Linked DNA regions of Zea mays: regions 2 and 3 are each linked to region 1. Evidence: chromatin contacts called from public Hi-C data. All regions are on one chromosome and are shown on one strand. The core of a region is the stretch at or near the end of the contact, and the rest is flanking DNA. Distances in the headings are between cores, read along the strand shown.

Evidence for each region. A called contact is a pair of places that touch in the nucleus more often than the background predicts.
Region 2: a contact with region 1 is called in a Hi-C map of seedling, with 3 times the contacts expected there. The contact joins the promoter of LOC103650916 here to the promoter of LOC107521947 in region 1. A contact is called at or near these places in 6 of 25 Hi-C or Micro-C datasets (bundle sheath, ear, leaf and 2 more).
Region 3: a contact with region 1 is called in a Hi-C map of bundle sheath, with 1.9 times the contacts expected there. The contact joins the promoter of LOC103650913 here to the promoter of LOC107521947 in region 1. A contact is called at or near these places in 4 of 25 Hi-C or Micro-C datasets (bundle sheath, leaf and leaf mesophyll).

What each region holds. Positions count from the first base shown.
Region 1 is chr3:175,548,933-175,553,881 of Zm-B73-REFERENCE-NAM-5.0, forward strand. LOC107521947 (gibberellin 20 oxidase 4) reads right to left here and starts at 3,381. Exons shown (of 3, transcript NM_001321686.1): 1 at 2,751-3,381; 2 at 2,319-2,640; 3 at 620-1,101. The coding sequence starts at 3,319. The coding sequence ends at 832.
Region 2 is chr3:175,680,228-175,684,714 of Zm-B73-REFERENCE-NAM-5.0, forward strand. LOC103650916 (PHD finger protein EHD3) reads right to left here and starts at 3,187. Exons shown (of 4, transcript XM_035966364.1): 1 at 2,171-3,187. It overlaps LOC103650917 (a long non-coding RNA gene), which reads left to right. Exons shown (of 3, transcript XR_564478.2): 3 at 1,158-1,647.
Region 3 is chr3:175,412,106-175,417,049 of Zm-B73-REFERENCE-NAM-5.0, forward strand. It overlaps LOC103650913 (U-box domain-containing protein 4), which reads right to left and starts at 1,860. Exons shown (of 5, transcript XM_008676506.4): 1 at 1,444-1,860; 2 at 457-724; 3 at 235-351; 4 at 1-148. The coding sequence starts at 720.

The DNA of each region.
Region 1 (4,949 bases), core at 2,131-4,630:
AGTAGTGGCCTAGTTGGGCATGTCCGAAACAAGAATGCAGGCAAGCCAACCTCGGTTTGTGCACCTGAAGTTCTGAATTGAAGGGTCCCCTAAATCTGCGTCTCCCATCGTCCCATGTCCAAAGATAAATAGCAAAGAAACATGTGCACAAAATTTAGGGAAATGTTGAATGCTCCAACTCAGTTAGTTTGGGAACTCAAATTCTCATAAGGATTATAGGGTAAATTCCTCCACAATTGCCTTCAATCTCGACCTGAGTTCCTAAACTAGCACTATTTTTTTTTTGTCACAGATGAACCGGGTAAGACTGATGTGAAGCAAGAAGATTTGGGGTTTTGGAATTTGGAATTCGGAAACGTCTGGAGCTTTCGGTGCAGCATTTTCCTTATTCGTTCGTTCAGGGTGAGGACCGAGGACGAGGAGAAGCGATTCTCGTCCGGGCCCAGCAAACATTCGGCACCCGTTGCACTACCGGTACCAGACGCACGTGACGTCCGTGTCGATCGGTCCAGTTTCATGAGCCCATTCTAGTCTATAGAGAGTAGTTACGTACGTACAAACATTGAACTATCCATCGTCCATAGGATGGGATCAAACAGTTGTCGACAAAACAAAGAAAAGAACACCAGGCCGCCTTGCTTATATATAAAAATATTAGAGAAAGTACCTATATATATATGTATTTTTTTGCATATGTACACTAGTAGTAGTAGCAGTAGGGTCGTCCAAAAATGGGGAAGGCGGCGCGGGGCCCGTGGGCCACATGTCTGCCACCTGATCACCACGTGGGCGAACCCCGCGCGGGCCCCGGCGAAAGAGACGGCCGGCTCGTTAGGTGCAGGGAGCCGCCGCCGCCGGGCCGTGGGAGAGCCAGCGGGTGAAGGCGTCCAGCGTGCGGGTGTCGGCGCGGTAGTGGCGCTGCGTGAAGCGCATGAGGTCGGCCCAGGTGAAGTCCGGGTACTGCCGCGGCGCGGCGCTGGCCGGCGGGCGCACCACCCGGTCCTCGCGCGGGCACAGGAAGAAGGCCAGCGATTGCCGCTCCTGCCGCCGGTTCACCACCGCGCGGTGCAGGCAGCTCTTGTACCGCCCGTTGGACAGCGCCTGCATATGGCATGCGTTACATACCGGAGGGGGTGGGGGGAGTTAGTACAGTACAGTACAGTGCACAAGAATCATCGTGTCGGACGGTAGGGCTGTCGCGCAGACATACATGTACATACACACACTGACACAAAGTCTCGTCTCACTCTCATTGTTGCGGCGGGCCAGCTTGGTCGCGGGAAACCGGCCGGATGCATGCAAGTGCCTGCCACCCACTCGGCCAAGGGGCCAGCCCCGGGTGTGGGCGCCGCGTGCCGGATCGCCAGCGAAACCGCGAGCAAAGCGGAAACGGCTAGAAAACGCGGCGGGGGCAACAGACAGACAGCCGAGCCAAGTTGCAACCAAGCAGCCACAACCAGCGGGATGAGTGAGTGAGTGACCCAGCTGTGTACTGTTCCACGGCCCCCCCGCGCTCGTGCGGCGCATCGCATAGGACCGCTCGCGTGGCGGATCAGACGGCACGGGCCCCATCGATCCTCCCGGTCCCCGGACACCGAGAGGCGGCATCAAAAACAGGGGAAGCCGACGAGGCCGCGCGCCGCCGAAAGCGTTGTCCGGTACCCGCCGCTGCGCAACGGCACAAGCCAACAGGGAGCTTGCTGCCTGCCCACCCCCGGCGGTCCGTTCTGTTGTCGCAGCTTCCCCGCGGAAGCCTCGGCACGGCCGCCGAGAAGAGATGGAACCAACTCCAACGCGTGTCTCCGTTGCATCGCTATGTACTACAGTGTCGCGGCTGGACAGGACTGGACTGGACTGCACCCGACTGCAGTGCTGCTACATGACATGCCTACGTGTGCGTGCTGTAATCTGTCCAGTTAGGTCCACTAGGATTCGGGGCAAAAAAAAAAATGGGATCGTATCCAGTGCACAAGGGCCACGCCGTGCACAAATACACAAAACGAAATCTGGCCGTCCATTTTCCATCCAACGGCCGTCGTAAATATGCAGATGAACCCTCCCGCAACCTCCGTAGCTTGCCGAGTCTGTTTTGTGAAAAACCCCCCGCGCCGTCATGTCGTTGGATGGAAAATGGACGGCCAGATTTCGTTTTGTGCATTTGTGCACGGCGTGGCCCTTGTGCACTGGATACGATCCCAAAAAAAAATTAAACAAAAAAAAAACCCCACAGAGAACTGAATGAATGAATATGCACAGCAGCACAGGGCAGGGACAAAGAGGCCAAGAAAAGCAGAGGAGCCGGCGCTTTCGTTCGTTACCATGAAGGTGTCGCCGATGTTGATGACCATGGCGCCTGGGACGGGCCGGACGGGGCGCCACTCGCCGTCCACCAGGACCTCCAGCCCGCCGACGTCGTCCTGCAGGAGGATGGTCAGCGCCGTGGGGTCGCAGTGCGGGCCCGTGCCCAGCGTGCGCTCCGGCACCGGGCACGGCGGGTAGTAGTTGCACCGCATGATGGAGCGGCTGTCCTCGAAGAACTCCCGGTAGTAGCCGCGCTCCACGCCCAGGCTCAGCTCCAGCAGCTCCATGATCGTCAGCGACAGCTCCTTCATCTCCTCGCAGTACCTCTGGTACACCCGCCTGCCATGCGTATTCATCAGTCGAATGCAATGCTAAGGCCCCCAGGGGCAGGGGCTTCTGCTGGTCCTACTTATAAATGTAAATTCGGCGCCATCTTCTTCTTTACTCACCCCACTGGCTCGAAATCTTGGCCGAGGGTGCCGGTGAAGTAGTCCACGACGACGGGCGCCGCGGCGCCGTCGTGGAAGCCGAAGGACAGGGTCTCCTTCCAGGGGAGCTTGGACGCGAACCGGTCGGCGTGCGCGCTCGTGTACCCGGACACGGTGCCGGGGACGCGCCGGGCCCGCTGCTTCTCAGCCAGCGGCAGCCGGAAGAAGTCGCTGGCGCCGTCCAGCGCGGCGCGCCCCAGCGCCGCGTCCACGCCGTGCCCGCACACCTGGAAGAACCCGTGCGTCGCGCACGCCGCCGCCACTTGCGCCGCGGCGCGGCGGAGCCCCGCGCCGTCGCCATTGCGCAGCACGCCCACGTCCACCACCGGCACCTCCAGCTCCGCGGCCGAGGTCGGCCGCGCCTCTTCGTGCGGCCACAGGAATGGCTCCGGGATCTTGGGCTCCCGGCGCAGGTCGAACACAGCCGCGGCCTTGTTAGCCGCCGCGTCGGCCCTGTCCTTGCCAGCGGGGAGGTCAATGCTGGGAGTTGGGGCGCGGAGGGGGAGCGGTGGGGTCGGGCTGGCGTCCATGGATGTGGCTGTGCGCTGCTGCTAGGCAGAGCTGGCTCTTGCCGTTCTTAGGACACCATGAGATGTGCGAGCTGCGAGTGTGCAGGGAAGCTGTCCGGGCGGGTGGGGGTATTTGTAACAGGGGAGGAGAGGGAGTTCGGGAGCGACGACAACGGCGAAGGCAGGGAGCCAACATAGAGGGAGGCGCGGCCTCATGTCATGTGGGACCTGATGCTATGGCATGGGGCCATGGGGGCGGGGGCTTCAGGCCGTCAATTAATATGTTTTATTAGTTTGAATTTATTTAGCCTTGATCTTTATTTCACAACAAAAATACCGTTTCAAATCTTTCACAAAAAAAACCGTTTCAAATATTTCACAATACTCGTTTCCTCGCAACACAACAGAAAGTTTAATTCACGCATCAATAGCCTGAAACCTCTAGCTAGCACTCTACCTAGTATTATCATGGTTCACGGCCACAATTGGGTTTCTACTGTTGCTACACTAACATGGTACAACCCAATGGTGTGTGCAGCGTATCGTATCATCAAACTATAGCTAGTGGAGGGACAACCATGCAAAAATATGCCCATCATCATATCGCAAAATATCTATTGGCCCAACGTTGAACGTTCCATTGTAAATGGCTTCTCACTGCACATAAAATCTATATATTTCCTTGATTCTAAATTATAAGATGTTTTGTCTTTTCTAGAAATATTGCTTTTTTACTATGTATTTAGACATAGCTTGAGTCCAAATATAAAGCAAGTTTCACGTACCTTAAAAAACCAAATTATGATGAACAGATATTACTTTCTTTATACTCACTCCACAAAAGGACACAATTCTCGTTTTTTTAAATCAAAAACTAAAAGTTAACTAGAATTATATAAAAAATACTAAAATAAGTAACACTAAGTTATATCAACCATGAAAAATGTTTCATTGATAATAAACATAGTAATAACACTAATAATTCAATTTAAACTATATTAATTTACCATGAAATTAATTCACTTTCTATAAGCTTATATTTTTTTTTGAAAAATAAGATATCAATAATGGTTTTAATTTTAATCACTTTATGCTTTTATAAGACAACACTACTGGACATATAATTTTTTTATGCAGAAAATTCAATTTCTTAAGTGGAATAATGTAGGATAAAAAATGTTTATAGCACTATGGTACTTAAGAATGTAGCTAGGAACTAGAATATGTTGTTAGTAAAGAAGAAATAGAAAAAAATGAACAAAATGTATTGCAACAACTAGAGTTTTAATCTAGTACGCGGATAAAAAATATGTAACGACTAAAAATATGAAAACGGAAAGCTAAAATATAGATTCATGATATCAGGGAATGTGACACAACAATAACTTGGGATAGATGGTCTATGTCAACCCACAAAAGTAAGGTCAATGGACCATTAGGGCCAAACTCAACATCTAAAATGGGTTGATGTGTTCTAAACTTATTTTCCCAAATGAATAAGATGGTTGACCCAATAGTCCCATGACAACCTTTTTTTATAGAAATCTGTGTCTCCTTCATTTTTCTGAATAAGCACGATCGGTCATGACTTAGAATCACATTTATGCTTAGAAGTAGTCAGAGAATATCATATTTTAAAAGTAAAATAGAT
Region 2 (4,487 bases), core at 1,937-4,436, 130 kb after region 1:
TTTGTGCTGTTATTTGAACTATTTGCACATGTAATGTTCAATATGCAATATATGTGATGCATGAATCCCTGATTTGACATGTTAAGTAGAGTTGCCTCAACAAATAGTTATAAATAAATGCAATATATGTCAATCGTGTAGGTAGTTAGGTACCTATTGAAAATTCCAGTAATGCCAAAATTTGATTGTTCTGTTCGTGGAAATTTATCATTTTTTAGAGGTAGATACATTTCAGTTCACATTGCTAGAGCTGGTAGGGTTTAACCGTAAAAGTGAGCAATCTGCAGAAAATGTTAGAAATGTATCAGCACATGAACTCCAGTTTTCTTCCTCAGGACCAAAAAAATAGACTCACAGGGTATGAATTATGATGGTTTTGATACATTTTGCAGGTTATAGAAGTAATTTTGTGTGTGTGTTTTTACAATTTGACTTGCAGCATGAACATGTAATGTCCAAATGCCTCAAGAGATTGTGCACAAGATCAAGCTGCATCATAAGGTCTATTCAGATTGTAGAGCATGCATTTTATGTAGTGGCAACGAATAGAAGCCTAAGAAAAAAAGACATGCTCAGGTTGTTGGCATGCATTTATCACGAACAAATGCTGAAGGAGTTAGGGTTAATTTTATGGCAATAACTCCCTTTTGCATTTGTTTTATTTTGGTCAAGAAAAATGAGCTTTTTTCACATAGCCAATTCAGGTAAAGATGGTGGCATATACTCCCTCTGTCTCAAATTAAAATTCGTTTTAGGTAATTAATAGATGCATAGAATATGTGATGTATATGTTTTATATATGTGTCTAGATTTATTATCATCTATTTGAATATAAACATAAAAATCAAGAGTTAGAATGACTACTATTCTGGGACGGAGGGAGTACATTGCTAGGGATGAGGAGCAAAATATAAGTTAACATTTGTGTTTCTCCCATTGCACATAATGCAAATGTATAGGGTTTGTTCTCAGTTCAAGTTTTTTAAAAAAAATAGAACAGCAGAAGATAATAATGAAATAAGTAGATTGTGTTCTCACGAGAGTTCTTGCCGAATCAAGTTAAACTGTAAAGGAAGATATTACTGAACAGAACTGGCCATAAATACAGTGCCTTTAGTATGTCAGCATCTTGTGAACTAACATATCGGATATCGCAGATATAGTAAGGAAGAAACCATGAAGTCCTCTCAGCTGCAATGCGGTTGAATAAGCAAGAGACGATGTTCACTCTATGATGCAAACAAGAGTAATGACCGAGCTTTGTGATGCTCTTGGTCAAGATACTAACGGCAGCCAGGTAAAAAAAACGATACTAACGGCAGCCAGGTCAAAAAGAAACGATACTAACGGCAGCTGCTCCTGTCCAGAACAGAGATGGGGAACAAAGAAAAAATAGGAATAGACTTACACAATTGCAACATAGCTGCAGATTGTGCTTGTTCCAGTAATTAGCAGCATATATTATTTCTCATCACGAGTGGTCAATATGTTCCGTTTCTATCCCGCTCTTGATGCTGTTCTGAAGGGTCATTCTTAGCAGTTAGCACAGTCAGCCATTCGCAAACTCGCAACATGAACATGTAATGTATGGAACACTGGTCCTTCAAGAATTCTCATTAAAGATTTAAAGGCGTGTTTGAGAACAAAGAGATTGAGTGCTTGTTCTGTTAGAGTGGATTGAAAGGGATCGGAGAAAATTAAATCTCTTGCTATCCAAAATTGAATACAAGAAATTTAATCTCCCTCAATCACCTCCGATCTAGATGCAGATGACGGGGGGATTGGAGGGATTGAGGAAAAAATTAGTTCATTTCCCCCTCAATTCCCGTGATCCCTGGTCATCAAATCAGCCCTGAAGAGAATAAAACCCCTCTTATTATTCAATTTTGAATAGTAAGAGTATTTTATCCCTTGCCTAAGACACTTTGTTTCAAACCTTGTAAAAATATAAGTGTTCCGTCAAGAATTCCCAGTAAGACACTTTGTGCCACGACAGTCCGCAACTCTGCATGCGTTAGAACGTGCGGGGAGCTTACGCATACAAATTTGGACAGCCAGATAGATAAATACACACAACCAATTGATCGAATGATCGGCAAGCTGCACGATGCGAGCTTACACAAATTAAGTTGATCCAGTAGGGGGAAGGAAATGTTAGCCAGTTGATTACCTGGTTGGTTTCGTATCTCCCATCCCGCGATCCGACGGCGAGACAACGCGCTGGCGGATGGAAGTGATTGTTCTGCGTCCGCATCCTCGTGCCGAGCCATGGATTTGGTAGATCGAGGCAGAGCGCCACGGCGGTCCGGGCAGGACGGTGTGGCGAAGATGACCCGAGAGGCAACGGGGTTCGCGTCTTGAGGGAGGAAGAAGAGCTTCCGCGTGGAGGCAGGGAGGGCCCCGAACGGTCGTAGCCCCGGCGCACGAGGGTCGGCCGCGGTTGGGGCCGACGCTGAACGCCAAGCCACGCCTGCGCATGAGAGCGAGTTCGCCCCGCCGCGCAGCTGGATTCAAATTCGCCTGCCGGTTACTGCTGCCGCTCCCTCGGCACCGGCGCGGCGCGCGGCGGTGGTGCTAGGAACTTGGGAAGGCACGGACAGGCCGGCGGGACCATGGGACGGGATCGGAGGTCCCACGATCGCGAGTTTTTCGGACGTAGTGGCGGCCGCAGTGCCAATTGGCGGCGCGGTGGGCGCCGCTACTGGTCCGCCTGCACCATTTGGATCGGGGGCTCGAGGGGCGCGAGGCCGGGGGATTGGTGTGGCCAGCTTGCTGGTGCTGAGGCGATGTCGTTAGGGTGGGATTGGTCGACGCGGTTCCCTCGGGTGGCAGCGGCTTCGTTCCGTCCCGTCGGAGGTGAGCTCGCGGCGGCAGTGGCGTTTACCGACCGGGATGAGGAGCTTCTAGCATAGTAGCGCATGCTTTCGCCCCCACCTCCTTGCAGATTTCAGACCGTGCTGAGGATCTACCTGGCGCGCATCGTCTCTCCGCCGTTGCTGCCAGGTGCCAGGCACTAGATTTGTGTGTTGCCCACCCAGCCCCGGCAACCGGAGCACGCCGGTCGCCGGACACAAGGTTGGCATCTACCGCTGGAATTTCATCTGGGCACGTCCACATCTCCCGTGATTCCGGTACGGATTGGTTGCGAGTTTGCGACACAGAATGGCAACCTGGTCAGACAAAATTCACCCCGGAATCGACAGCTTCCATTTGATGCAGGATATGCAAGGCACCGCTCAATTGGATCGGGTGAATTTATGACGTAATGTAGATTCCATGGCGGAAAGTTCGGGCCTATCGTCAAAATTCAGCTAGAAGGTTAAGATGCATGAGTAGGAAAGAGGGCGAACCATATGACTGTGCTCTTTGCGGTGGCGTAGACGATTGGCGGGACGTGTCTGCGACCCTACGGTAGGATCGTGTATCCTCTGCTCACGTGCCGGACGGTCCGCGCTCTGGATCGGACGGTCCACATGTGCGCAGAGGGTCTTCTTCGCGAAGAACTCTAGAACTCGCCCCTCGAGATGGATCTCGTCGAGGAGAGTTCCAGAGGTGCTCAGGGATCGACAGTACACCCGGATGTCCTTAGGCGATGTAGAGTCACTTAGAGATGAACTAATAGGTCGAAAAAGACTAATACTAGGGCTAAACTAAAGCTAGATTACTCCTACTACTAATGAATGGAAAGAACAATGCAAATAAGGTAAATTTGATAAATATATTTTATTGGATCGATTGTAGGTGTGTCAATCGATCGAACCCCTTCGTTTATATAAGAGGGAAGTATGGATCAGTTACAAGTCGGTTCCTAAACAAATCTCGCGGAGTTTGCTAAGAAATCAGGAACCCTAACCGATTTTGTTCAAGCGCGGACCGTCCGGAACGTAGACCATTCGGGTATAGGGCCGGACCATCCGCCTTCCCATTCTGGTGCTCAACACATGCCCCCTGTCTTTGGTGGATACTGACAAACCAAAAGCATATGTACTATCAGCACCCTTTGAGAAACAATAGATCTCACAAGTTATTTTGTTTCCGAAGTATGAATTAAGCATGATGCAAATCACCATCTTTTTCAATCTAATAAGGTAATCATTTAATAAAGCTCTAATATATAAAGGTCGTTTAGGATTGCATCTTTCTCGGCAATGACTGCTTGATCAATGGGTCAATAGGATCAAAATCGAGGTGCCCCAAACCCAAATAAGCAAAGGGATTGTACATGTAATATGGATTCATCGCCGCATTACTCCATGTTTGAACAGAACAATATGTCGACGATGGATAGGCTAGTGAAAAGTATCATGGCATCATTGGATGAACATGCGACACTTGTTATGTCGCCTTTTGGGTCGTTTTATTCGGCAGTATTGCCTTTGCGAGTGACCGGGGTTGCTTTGTTGGCCGACCATGTGGGACGACATTTTTGCTGGTGTATTTGGAGAGTAACTGATCAAAAGCATAGACGACTTTAACCAGTCGACCAG
Region 3 (4,944 bases), core at 610-3,109, 140 kb before region 1:
CCATCAGTAACTCTTGATTTGTGGATAAGCTCAAAGAGACCTGGATCTTTGTCAATGTCTCTGACTTTGGTGTAAATTTTCCGGCAATATCCCTGGAAGCCTCCTTGATGATACCCATAATTTTGTCACATTGAAATTGCTTTATTTTCTGAAATTTGCAAGAACATAAATCATTGGAAGATGAGAACAATTGAAAGGAGTGCTACTGATATGACAATAAAGCTCTTTCACTACCTCCAAGTACACTGAAATACGATTGGTTTCTGGTGGTGTCACTTCAGAATTGACAACTTGGCACACTTCAAGCACATAGTTTTGCATCTTGGTAATAAGGGACTCCACCAGCATAACCTTGATATAATAACTTGCAAGTATCAAATAACGACAGCATTGTGCAAGCTATAAGTTGTGCCTTATGTGAATGACAGTAGTAAATGGGAGAGATAAGGGAGTTACGAAATAGATTTTGCTCATCATCAAATCCCAGCTTCCAACTAGCTTTATCGCATCATTGATAGTAGCAGCTAGTCCCTCAAGCATCCTATCATCTAGACTAATCTGGGGGATAACTTCATCCAGGACCAGCTTCAAAAGACCCAGGATTTCATTGATCTTCCGGCAGTATCTCTTAACTAGCTCAGTTTCTACCACACTGCTGGTAGACAGCGTGCGGAAGTTTGAAATACTGCTGATTACTGACATTGGCACTGACTCCTCCATTGACCTGTATGAAGATTGAAGACTCTATTTTAGCTGTAGAACTTACCAAAGCCAAAAAAAAAAAACAAATTGTGGTACAGCTTAAAGAAATTTCAGACGCCATTTATGGGTCTTACTCCACTTAAGGAAACATAGACAGTCAAATATACAAGCACATCCCATAAAGTGATCGCCAGTATAGCCTATCGAATGTATTTGACCTTAAATCGCGCATACAGAGTACTTTCGTTCCTATCTCTTGGAATGTGGAAACTTGGGCATGAGAACAACGAATTATCATACTCAACGCATGCAAAAGCTGACGATCAGAAACTCCACTTAGCCCAAAGAGTACTCTTCCCATAGTAAGCTCACTAAATCCAATTACCCCCTAAGCCTTAAATCTGTCGTAATCACAGGGCCTCTAGCCGAGCGGAAACACAGGATCACCTGAAACACCTACTGCTACTCCCGATCCCAACCTCAGAGCGCGCCGTGCGTGCACGTGTGCGAGGTTTACGCACCTTGCGCACCAAATCAAGCTCCCACCCCCCCTGTAATCGCAGCACTTGAACAAGCACCTAAATCACAAATGCTGAAGGAACTGCACGGGACGATGCCAAAGCCCAAAGCAATCAAACGCGCGTGATGATGATTACGATACACGGGAGCCGAGAAACGCTACAAGCGAAGAAAGCAAGTCATTCCAGCGAGGAGAGAGAGAGAGAGAGGCGGGCTTTGTACCTCCGGGAACTACAATGGCGGTCGCCGCCGTGAGCTCCACGCGGGTCGCGAGGCTGAGACGCCGAGGCGAGGACGAAGACCGTGGGGCCTGAGGGTGCCTAGAGGAGTGTGAACACGAGGGGGAGGCGGCAGCGACCAGCGCGACGAAGGGGAGAGGACGGACGGAGTGGTTGAAAGTGGAGCTGGATGGTGCAAGTCCGTGGTGGTCCGGGTGCTTTCTTTTACTGACTGGTGGGGCCAACTGGAGGGGAATGGCGGGTCTCCGCTAGACCCGATGCACCGACGCCCATAAGGTCCGTCTGCAACTGCTCCCAGAGTCCCGTGGGCCCCGCAGCTGATCGCTGATTCCCGGCGCTGCTGGGTTTGCTTGTACCAGACTGCACGGACTGGGAGGCGGGGCGCGGTTTTTTTTTCTCTTGGAGTGGGCCCCACATGGCGTGTTTTTTATTCGCCACTCCGCGTGTACGGACGGACTGGTGTTCTTACTGGCTCACGGTCAAGGGAGCCGTGAAGGAGAATAACGCCAGACCAACTCCAGCAAAGCACACCTCCGTATCCGTATTTGGCACGTAGTTGCGTGCCGAGTTTGGAGTTACGTGTTCAAATAATGCATAACATCATTTATACAAAAAATATTCTTATTACAATAATATGTTTGATAATATAAGAACAGATTACGTACATATCTACTTTAAAATATTAAATTTGTTCTAACAATTCAATTATCCATTTTCATCCCTACACCCAATAGTAATCCAGAGATTAAAACAACGTACAGAACAATGACAGTATCCATTTTCATCCCTACACCCAATAGTAATCCAAAGATTAAAACAACGTACAGAACAATGACCGAATGCAACCTACTTTTTGAAAAGAGACTAACTGGAACCACAAATGTATCGGAAACCGGTGTTTTTGTCCTCGTCCTACAGTCTAATTGTGAGTTTATCTTCTTTTTTTTCTAACTTCATAATTTTGTCCTGGCTATTTTAGAAGAAGCAACCCACACACCCCTGATTCGGATGTATGTTAAATAAGCATAGAACAAATGAATTAAGAAAACTGTAAAAATGAAGGGAAAACAACCAGATTGCCCTTTATCAAACTTATTATAGATGCAAGGTTGAGTAAGTTACCAATAACACCAACCAGACTAGCAAGTAGCAACCTTTGTCAGAGTCAACAATGGTGAATACAAAAGGCAAAACCCCAAAAGTCTTCTTCCTAATTCCTGCTAGCTTTCAGAACAGAGAAAAATTATAAATCATACCAGCACGGCTGCTCCATCTTCAATTGTGTTCTTAACTGATCTTAGACCATCACGGACAGCATCCTTGGTTTGTGCAATGGTATGGTCATTAGGTCCTGAATATGTCAAACGATAATCAATTCACAGCTCAATTAGGGTGTCAGAGAAGACGATGTTGTTTCTTAAGAATAAACAACCTTTAATTAGTATAGTACAAGAGTGAGGATTTTTCACATTCTCCACAAATGTGTACTTTTCTTCTCCAAGAACATGATCATAGACAAGACCAGCCCAACCAAGACAACGTTCAGTCAAGTCATCAACTGAATTGACTGCTTCACCACCACATGCTAGCACAAGCCTCTCCATATTTCTCCTCTTTGCTCTTCGAAGAGCAATGATCTGTAAATCATTTCAGGCCGCACACCTAAAATAGTAAAATACTAACATGGATTTAACAAACAGATCATGCTATTAATAAGCTTTCATGCAAAGAGCTTACTCTCCAGTAACAAATACTGCCTTGTCTCAAAAAAAATTACAAGTATTGCTTCCCAACGAGTCAGAATAATCTAAATTTTGACCAAATATATATAACAGTGTTGATGTTTAGGATGTGCAAGTATCACTAGTTTAATCATGGAAATATATTTTCAAATAAACCTGACTGAAGATCCAAACGTATATAATATTTACTATAAACCTAGTCAAAATTAAGATTGTTTGACCTCTCTCGTGAAGTGAAACTTCCATTCTTTTTGGATGGAGGGAGTACATTTTTGGACATTACCAGCCTCCAAAATGTTTTCACTAGTATCTTGTAGTATATTTAAGAAGTACAGAAAGCTATAATAAGATGAATTTAGTAAAAACATTTTTATAATGTCATACTTCAATATATATTATATAGAGACTGGAATAAATATACGAGCTGGTTTGGTTCCATGCAATCTAAAACATGCCTTGTTTATAGCTGGAGTCATTGTCAAAATTAATATCAAGAAAACACCTTAGATGCACAGCTTTCAGCATTTTCCCACAGGAAGGGTCACTAAAACCACATTGATACATGGGTTTATTTTATTTATTTTCACCATAAATTGTCTTTTCGGAGCATGATTTAATCAGAAAATGCCTATTTTAAATGTTAACTTCATGAGATCCACATTATAAAAACATAAATCCATTCAAGGATGAAAATTAATTTGGATCATGGAACCACCAATAGATTACCCCTGCTCTAGCAAGAAGATCCAGAGATGGAGGGTCAATGCCCTTCTGATACAGCATATGGTATTGAGTTGCACAAACCTGCATGCAAGAAACGATGACAACAATTTTACCCACTATAATACAGCATATGGTATTGAGTTGCATGCACTAGTCAATTCAAATTAAAAGCTTAAGCTGATAAAAAGATGTGGGCAATTCACTTATATTATATTCCAACACTCCTCCTTGCGTTGAGCCTCTTTTGAGTCTATGACGTGGAATATAGAAACGAGCAATAATTATTTTTTTAATTGTGCTAATCAGGATTCGAACTCGAGACTTCTGCCTCTGGTATAATATTAAGTTGCATGTACCAATCAATTCAACTCAAAAGCTTAAACCGATAGAAATATAGAAATATAGAAATATGGGACAATTCACTTATATTATATTCTAACATATGGAAATATTATACTCTGCGCAAAAAACTCAAAATAAATTACCTTATTTTTCAACTCAATAATCCGTTTGACACGTTTATCGACTTGGCGTCTCTCTGCAGCGACCATCTTCTCTCTTTGTTCTGCGTTTGAGTAAAAAAAATCCTGCATTGATTTCACTGCAAAGTTTACGTGTCAGTAAAACGATTGCCTTCAACACTACATAAAAACAGAACATAATTATAATTGGGAGCATAATTATAAAACGATTGCCTTCAACCCAATTTATTGATTACATTTTTTGCTCACAACAGGAAAAAAATTTGGGAGAAGTTGAAGACTTGAAGTAAAACAATAGAGGTTTACATAACCAATCATAAAAGGGAGCATGGACACTTGAGTTTAACAGTCCAATCGAACAAAAATATGGCTGGCAGCGATCAACGATCATGATACTTAAGGTAATGTTTGCACGCTTGCAAAGTGACTGAAACTGGACTGCAGTCAGCAGAGCACAACTCAACTCCAACATGGGCCTTGGCCACCAGGCCTGTCATCAACTGGTCCAAATCAAATGTGTGCAAATGGCACGCACTG